Linked DNA regions of Sus scrofa: region 1 is linked to region 2. A link is a contact called in public Hi-C data. All regions are on one chromosome and are shown on one strand. The core of a region is the stretch at or near the end of the contact, and the rest is flanking DNA. Distances in the headings are between cores, read along the strand shown. Region 1 overlaps HMGN5 (high mobility group nucleosome-binding domain-containing protein 5). Region 2 holds the start of BRWD3 (bromodomain and WD repeat-containing protein 3).

Region 1 (3,557 bases), core at 1,007-3,506, 150 kb before region 2:
GCATCCCAAAACTCAATAATGAATATTTAATGCACTGTTTTATTTTTATTTTTACTTTTGAATTAATATTTTTGTTTTATTTGGATAAATGCTCAGAAGTTGAATTTCTGGATCCTGTGGTAGTTCTGTTTTTAATTTTTTAAATGATTTTTATTTTTTCTATCATAGTTGGTTTACAGTGTTCTGTCAATTTCTACTGTACAGCAAAGTGACCCATATATATATGAATATATATAAATATTCTTTTTCTTTAATGCACTATTTTAAGGATCTAATTAGGAGTTCCTGCTGCGGGTCAGCGGGTTAAGAACCTGACTAGTATCCATGAGGATGTGGTTTCAATCCCTGTCTTGGCTCAGTGAGTTAAGGATCTGGCATTGACTGAGCTGTGGCATAGGTCACAGCTTGGGCTTGGATCCCACATTGCTATGACTATGGCATAGGCCAGCAGCTGCAGCTCCTATTCCACTGGTAGCATGGGAACTTCCATATGCCACAGGTGTGCCCCCGCCCCCCAAAAAGGAAAGATCTAATTAATGAAAAAAAGTTCGCGATGAACAAAATATCAATTTTTAGTAAAAACAGGATCCTACCCTGCATTTGCATGATTCACCTCAATTGCCTCACCCCAAATCTTCTGAGTTTGGGGTACATCCTTAAATTTGCACTAGAGGTAAGTGCTTTAATGGCTTTATGCTTGTGCAGTTTCTAAGTCCTAAACACTTTAATGAATGGTACCTTCCTGAGTTCCTTCACTAAATGCCACCTTTGGATTCATAATCCATTGTATCAGCACTTTTCCTCTGGATAGACCTCTATTATTACAAACTTTACACGGGGTCCCATGGAATTCTTTTTTTTTTTTTTTTTTTGTCTGTTTGCTATTTCTTGAGCCGCCCCTGCGGCATATGGAGGTTCCCAGGCTAGGGGTCGAATCGGAGCCATAGCCACCGGCCTACGCCAGAGCCACAGCAACGCGGGATCCGAGCCGCGTCTGCAACCTACACCACAGCTCACGGCAACGCCAGATCGTTAACCCACTGAGCAAGGGCAGGGATCGAACCCGCAACCTCATGGTTCCTAGTCGGATTCGTTAACCACTGCGCCACGACGGGAACTCCCCCATGGAATTCTTAATGGACTCCCATCAAGTGGGAAAATGGTATCTATCAGGTGTCCTCACCTTCAGGTGCCTCCTGTTCTCAAAGCTCCCAGTTTTGTTGCTACTCTCCATTTGGGTAGACAAGCCCTTTTGACACCCTGATCCTGCCAGGACCACAATTGTGCTTTGGCGGAAAGTTGGAAAGTTCTCACAACCTCAGAAACAACTCCACTCTTTTCTACTTTCTGAATGAGTGCTCCACTTAATTCATCTCCATCCTCCTGTCAAAGGCAGAAGGCAAAGACTAGAGCCTGGGCTCAATCATATCTCTAAAGCACTTTCCCGCCAGGAAGAAGTAAAGTGGGGTTTTTGGAGACTGTGGAGAAAGCAAGTCCAGTGACTTTCGCCCGTCATTACGACAAAAAAAGGGAAAAAAAAAAACGATCAAAACAATTCCGGCTTTCCTGCTAGTTTTATGCTTCAGCACTTTGCCTCTATTAAGTCCAAAATCTCCTCTACCCCACCAGTGGTCCCAGCAGGCAGCATAAGAAGGCTTCGGGCAAGTCCGTGGGACACGCCCCCTGAACTGGCCACCTCCCCTTATTGGTCTGACAGCCTGTCACTCTGATCTTGCTCCCACTCCAGCTAACCATTCACGTAGCTTGGTTGGGTCTTGGGAGCGTTTAATGTTGCCAATAACGAGGGTTTTTTTTTTTTTTTTTTAGGCTAGTACAGGTCGTGCTGCAATTAGTTCATTGAAAACTCAGTTGCTTTCCGAGCGGTCGGGTAGAGACTGCTTTCGGCTTTTTTTCTGCCGACTAAGATCTCCTATAGAGAGCTGCAACAATGCCCAAAAGAAAGGTAAGTGAAATAGGAAGGTAGAAAGGGGATAGGCGACTGAAATACATATTTCCTAATAAGCAGAGGATTTTTTTAAAGAAGCATTTTGGCTTCAAGTTCGATTTTGTGATGTGTTGAATGGAAGGGGAGAGAAGGGAAGGGCAAAGAACGGTTGGTGTAAGTTTGAGGATGGTCTCTCATGCAACTAGTAGTTCACTTTTGGCTTGTTTTGTGTAAAGGAAAGAATTGCTTGAAAGGTGTCTCCATGCTGAATTACTAACAGCCATAGCGCTTTGCTGTCGCTTCCTACCCCACCCCCCTTCCTCCGCTTACCCTATTGGAGAACACTTCTCCCAACCACACTTCCAGGCACTAGTTTCCTCCTCAGCCTCCAGCTTTTCTCCAGGAACCATCCTGGCTCGAAACGAAAGCCATGGCTTTCTCCCGTATTTGCCTTTGTTCTTCCCGTTTTCTTTTTCCTTCTTTTTCCCTCCTCCACTTCATGTCATGCCAGATGGCTATGCAATGGTAGTCCTATGCCATTAGGTGGCGCAGACATCAAACTGTCCTAGAGAAGGGAGCGATCCACCGCTGTAATTAGCAACTTTAAGGCTGAGAGATCTGGGACTCTCCAAGTTCACTGTCTAAAGGTGGAAGAACGATAATAGACGTGCGTCCCGTCAACTATTGCTGATGTTGGTGTAGCAAGGATTTGTGCACGTTAGACATGCAGAATTGATATGAGCTATTCAAGGGCTACAAGTCTTCTGCAAGCCCTCATTTAAAAATTCGTGGCTCCTCCCTTGGATGGGAAATAAATTCGCGCTCGGTGTTTGTTTTGGGGGGAGGTCCCTTAGAAGTGAAATCGATCGCTGTTTCTTTGCTTGATAAAATTGTAAAACGTTGCTTGATAAAATTGTAAAACACTGTGTTAATGTAAGGCATTAAGATTGTTTTGGTATTATTCCTGTTTATCTGTCCACCTTCCCTATTTTTAGAACATAGGAATAAGACCGAAATTCTCAGGTGCTCTGGGGTTGTATAGATTGTGCAATAGCTTGATCATTCCCAGCCTAAAAGGCTGCTCGGAGACGGAAAGAAATGGTTTCTAATCACCATCTCCCTTCCTGAGATTCCCGCCGCTGTGCTTTTCTAGGCTTGTGCATTGGGTCTTGTTATATTTTACAGAGCTGACAACAACCTTGTTGCAGGTAGTGGCGGGAAGTTTTAAAATCCTCAGCCGGCTTCTCTGAATAACGCATTGACGTTGTAACAAAGAGGGTTTCCCCCCTCAAGGCATTGTGGGGATTGTAGTTCTTGTACGCAGAACTTGGAGGAGAGAATAGTCCAGTCATGAGAGAGGGTCAGATAAATACAGTTGCATCTCAAGCATAAGGCTAAACAGACAAGGAAATTGCATGAAGCTCCGCCTTCATTCTCCCCGCCCCCCCACACTTTTTAGCTTTAACTCTGGCTACAACACGTGGATTTTAAAATTTAAAAAGTTTGCTTTTAGGATATGCAATTTACACAAAAGGATGAAATGAGCTATCAGCTGTATAATTTTATGTCTCGAGAGTTCATTTGCATCTTACTAATATTTTCACGTTGGCAG
Region 2 (3,975 bases), core at 599-3,098:
TTATGAATTACTTTTTTTTGGTCAGAGCTTGAGGGAACAGGTATTAAGTAAGGGAAAGTAGGGCATGTTTACTATATGTGTGTCAACTACTCTACAAATGCTTCAATCACTTAAGTTATCGGTAACCAAATACTGAAAGTCAATACCAAGCTTGGAGTTATATATTAAATAACATGTTGCCCCACACCTGCATAAAACTCTCTTGCATACAGATATGCAATAATACATAAAAACCCATGGTTAACATAAAATACTTATTTACGTTTATGCCAGTATTTGAGGACACAATTGAAAATTCCTATAAGAATGGACAAATATGGCATGTTAAACATTCAGAAGGGGAAAAAATAATATGCTTCATGTCTGATCTGACTGAAAATTCCTCCTGAAATTTTTTTTTTTTTTTTTTTTTGGCTTTCAGGGCAGCACCCCCACGGCATATGAAAGTTCCTAGGCTAGGGTTTGAATTGGAGCTGCAGCTGCCAGCCTACACCATGGCCGCAGCAACACTGGCAGCCATGTCTGCGACCTACACCATAGCTCATCTCAAAGCCAGATCCTTAACCCGCTGAGCAAGGCCAGGGATCCGACCCGTGTCCTCATGGATACTAGCGGGGTTCTTTATTCTTCAACCACTGAGCTAGATGGGTACACCCCAGGGGATTTTTTTTTTTTAATTTTGTCTTTCTTGGGCCGCTCCCGTGGCACATGGAAGTTCCCAGGCTAGGGGTCTAACCAGAGCTGTAGCTCCTGGCCTACGCCAGAGTCACAGCAACGCGGAATCCGAGCCGCGTCTGTAACCCACACCACAGCTCATGGCAACGCGGGATGCTTAACCCAGTGAGCAAGGCCAGGGATCGAACCCAAAACCCCATGGTTTCCAGTCGGATTCATCAACCACTGAGCCACGACGGGAACTCCCCCAGGGGACTTTTTAAAAAACTGCTGCGCCGCGGGGCTTCTTCAAGTTCTAGGGCCAGCTGCTGGCAACTCCAGATCCTTGTACCCACCATCTGGCTTCAGCACCTCAGCAGAACCGAGCTGCTGCAGCAGGATTCTTAACTTACTGTACCACAGCGGGAAGGAACTCCAGGTGACGTTTTGAGAACAGGTCTTTTTCTTTAACAATATGGACCCTGCACTCTGGACTGCTAAGTATCACAGCATTTTCATCTGGTACAAAAATCATTTTTTTTTTTTTTTTTTTTGGCTGCACCCGGGGCATGCGTAAGTTCCTGGGGCCAGGGATCAACCCACGCCACAACAGTGACCCGAAAAACAGCAGTGACAACCTCGGATCCTTAACCTGCTGAGCCACAAAGGAACTCCACAAAGACCATCTTAAAGAGAAGCAAGAGACAACGAAGTAGGGGCTCCTTTTTCTTTCTCAGTCACAAGATCCTTTAGCGGCTAGACTCCTCTCGGTGCAAGACAGACAAAAAACCCAAAGCCTCTTCGGTGCCGAGAGGAAATAGAAGCAAGCAGCTAATTCAAGTCCGCTCCTCATCTATTCCTCACCACCACGCCAGACGGTAAGGTTCTCCACAGGAAAGGGCCTGGCTACCCTCACAGGAAGGGCAACCCACTCTGGAGTTCGCGGAAGGGAACGTCACCACCGAGTTCTACTGCGGCTGCCAGAGCGTCAGCCGTCAGTTAGCACCTCCCCTTCCTTCCTGGAGTGGTAGCTAGGCAACCGTCGGCCTTCTAAGAGAGCTGGAGACTGGAGGGTGCATCAGTGCCTCTGGCGGCGAACAACGAACTCTGCAGGCCTCTCACATTTTTTACCCTCCCCTCTCTCCACCCCCTTTGCCCCCGCCCACCCCTCCGCCACTTCGGCTCCTCCCTCCTCTTCTCTCTCTCCCTCTCCTTCCTCCTCCGCCTCCTCAGCTCTTGGGCTAGAATATCTATGGGTCGAAACGTGATGCGATGAATCCGAGAGAGACCGAAACTGGGACGGGGAGTGCGGCGGAAGCGGCGGGACTCCTGGGCATGGGGGCTTCACCACAATAGAGGCAGCGCCCCCACCCGCTCCCGCCAGCCCCTCCAGAACGAAGCCCCCAAAACCCCTCGGGAAAAGGATGGCGGCGGCACCTACCCAGATTGAAGCCGGTGGGTAGCTGTGTCCGGAGGCTAAGGGGATGGGGGCTTAGCGCGACGACTGTCAGTTTCTTTTGAAAAAGCTTCTATTTCTCTTCTTTGCCCCCTTCTCAACCTCTTTTTCCCCCTCTTCTTCAGAGCTGTATTACCTGATCGCTAGATTCTTGCAGTCCGGACCCTGCAACAAATCTGCCCAGGTGAGCAGGGGAAGGAGATCTAGAGTCTTGAGGAACGGTCCCAAAGGGGAAATCATGTCAGCGGGGAGTACGGTTCCGCTGTGGGTGAGGGAAAGGCCGTCCTTGACTAGCCCTACGGTCAGCAGCTGGGTTCGAACTGGGGAGGGAGGAAGGAATGAGTTGGCCTGAGCTGCTCCTCATATCCGTGTTTCCCTTTTACTCAGGTGCTAGTGCAGGAGCTCGAGGAGCATCAGGTACGGAGCCCCTTCGGGAAGAAGTGGGGAGGGTTGGGGTGAGACTGGAGGAAAGGAAGGGCAGGTCTGGGGCGGAGGGCAGGGGCCGGGAGGGAGGCTAGGATCTGGGCACTCTTAGCTGTGGTAACGGGGGTGAACCGGTTTCTTTCCTCAAAGGGGCGGATATCGCAGGGGTCTTAACAGGTCCCCTCTTTATGCCTGTGGGAGGTGGTTTTTCAGGATTTTCTCCTCCCCAGCCTCCTTTCCCCACACTCTAGCTCTGAGACAACAGCTATCAGGCCAAGAAAAATAAAGACGCTAAAGGGTTGAGGACCAGGACTCAAGCTGGGTCGGTTGATGGGGAGCAGAGGCTTGGCCTTTATCGTTGGCCACCACCCTCCCCCTTTCTTTTCTCCGGTCCCCAGCTTATTCCGCGCCGCTTAGACTGGGAGGGGAGAGAGCACCGAAGAAGCTTCGAGGATCTGGTGAGTAAAGTTTTCATTTCAACTTAACCCAACTCTTTCTCCACTCCCTCCCCACCTTGTTCCCCCAACCCGCCCCCGACCCCTCTACCAGCAGGGCTCTAGTGATCTCTGTGCTAAACTGAAGAACTGCCCCCTTCCCCCCTCCCGGCGAGTCTGAGAAAGGGTACCCTTGGCCTTGTTTGTTTCCACCCGAAAACTTTGAAGAATGTGAGCTGGTTATCAGAGATGCTGTATTGTGGATTATGAATATGTTACAAACATCGGGAAAGGCCCATTGTAGGGGGAAAAGGGAGAGAAACCAGGGGGTTATCTTGGGGCACGTACCAAGGACTGACGCTGGCCAATGACAGCGTTGGTAACAGCCCGGAGTTCCGGATTAGTGGAAGAAAACTGGTTTCTGGTTGGTCCTGGATTGAAATACGGGAACTGTGGCCAGGCTTAGTCTTTTTTTTTTTTTTTGGGGGGGAGTGGGGGGAGCGGCACGGGAGGAGGGGGGTTCTGGAGGGGAGTTGACGGACCTAGGACTAGGGAGAAAGGACACAATTAAAATAATAGGGAGCGTCGAGCTAATTCCAAAAATTGCCAGGTTTAGACAATCAGCTATGTAATACAAGCGTAATCGTTGTATATCAGATTTTAGAAAATAGATCATCAAATCATTATTAAATCGCATTTGTGCAGTTAAAATTTCACTAGTAATAACTATGCATTATGACCTTTTTGAGAATTGATGAAACACGATTTTGGATTTACAAGGAGACAACAATGGTCATATTTTAAAACAGAATATACTTTATTAAAGAACCAAAAGCACTAGATTGACTGTTTTTCCTCCTATAAATATAATTCGTAATGTAAATGCATTTTCTGTTCATCATTGACACACAGAGAAAGGTGATCCTTTTTATTTTTAGGAGGATGTTCCCTTGTCTTAGCCACTGGCACAGTGAATTGGAAGGAAATGAAAGGAGAAAGGGGTGATGT

Evidence for each region. A called contact is a pair of places that touch in the nucleus more often than the background predicts.
Region 1: a Hi-C map of skeletal muscle shows a contact between it and region 2, with 4 times the contacts expected there. The contact joins the enhancer-like site here to the promoter of BRWD3 in region 2. A contact is called at or near these places in 1 of 5 promoter capture datasets (liver), 5 of 47 Hi-C or Micro-C datasets (embryonic fibroblasts, heart right ventricle, liver and 1 more) and 1 of 2 datasets of contacts at active chromatin or transcription factors (alveolar macrophages).

What each region holds. Positions count from the first base shown.
Region 1 is chrX:64,549,995-64,553,551 of Sscrofa11.1, reverse strand. HMGN5 (high mobility group nucleosome-binding domain-containing protein 5) reads left to right here. Exons shown (of 7, transcript XM_021080700.1): 2 at 1,828-1,963. The coding sequence starts at 1,949. Among named protein-coding and RNA genes, the nearest start is that of HMGN5, 66 kb to the left of the region's middle. Within about 2 kb of position 2,256, at least 25 of the 83 cell types and tissues checked have an H3K27ac peak or open chromatin away from gene starts, as enhancers often do. A contact at or near this core is called in alveolar macrophages and skeletal muscle, where this site is marked.
Region 2 is chrX:64,401,762-64,405,736 of Sscrofa11.1, reverse strand. It overlaps BRWD3 (bromodomain and WD repeat-containing protein 3), which reads left to right and starts at 1,848. Exons shown (of 41, transcript XM_021080763.1): 1 at 1,848-2,109; 2 at 2,236-2,294; 3 at 2,498-2,527; 4 at 2,932-2,991. The coding sequence starts at 2,079.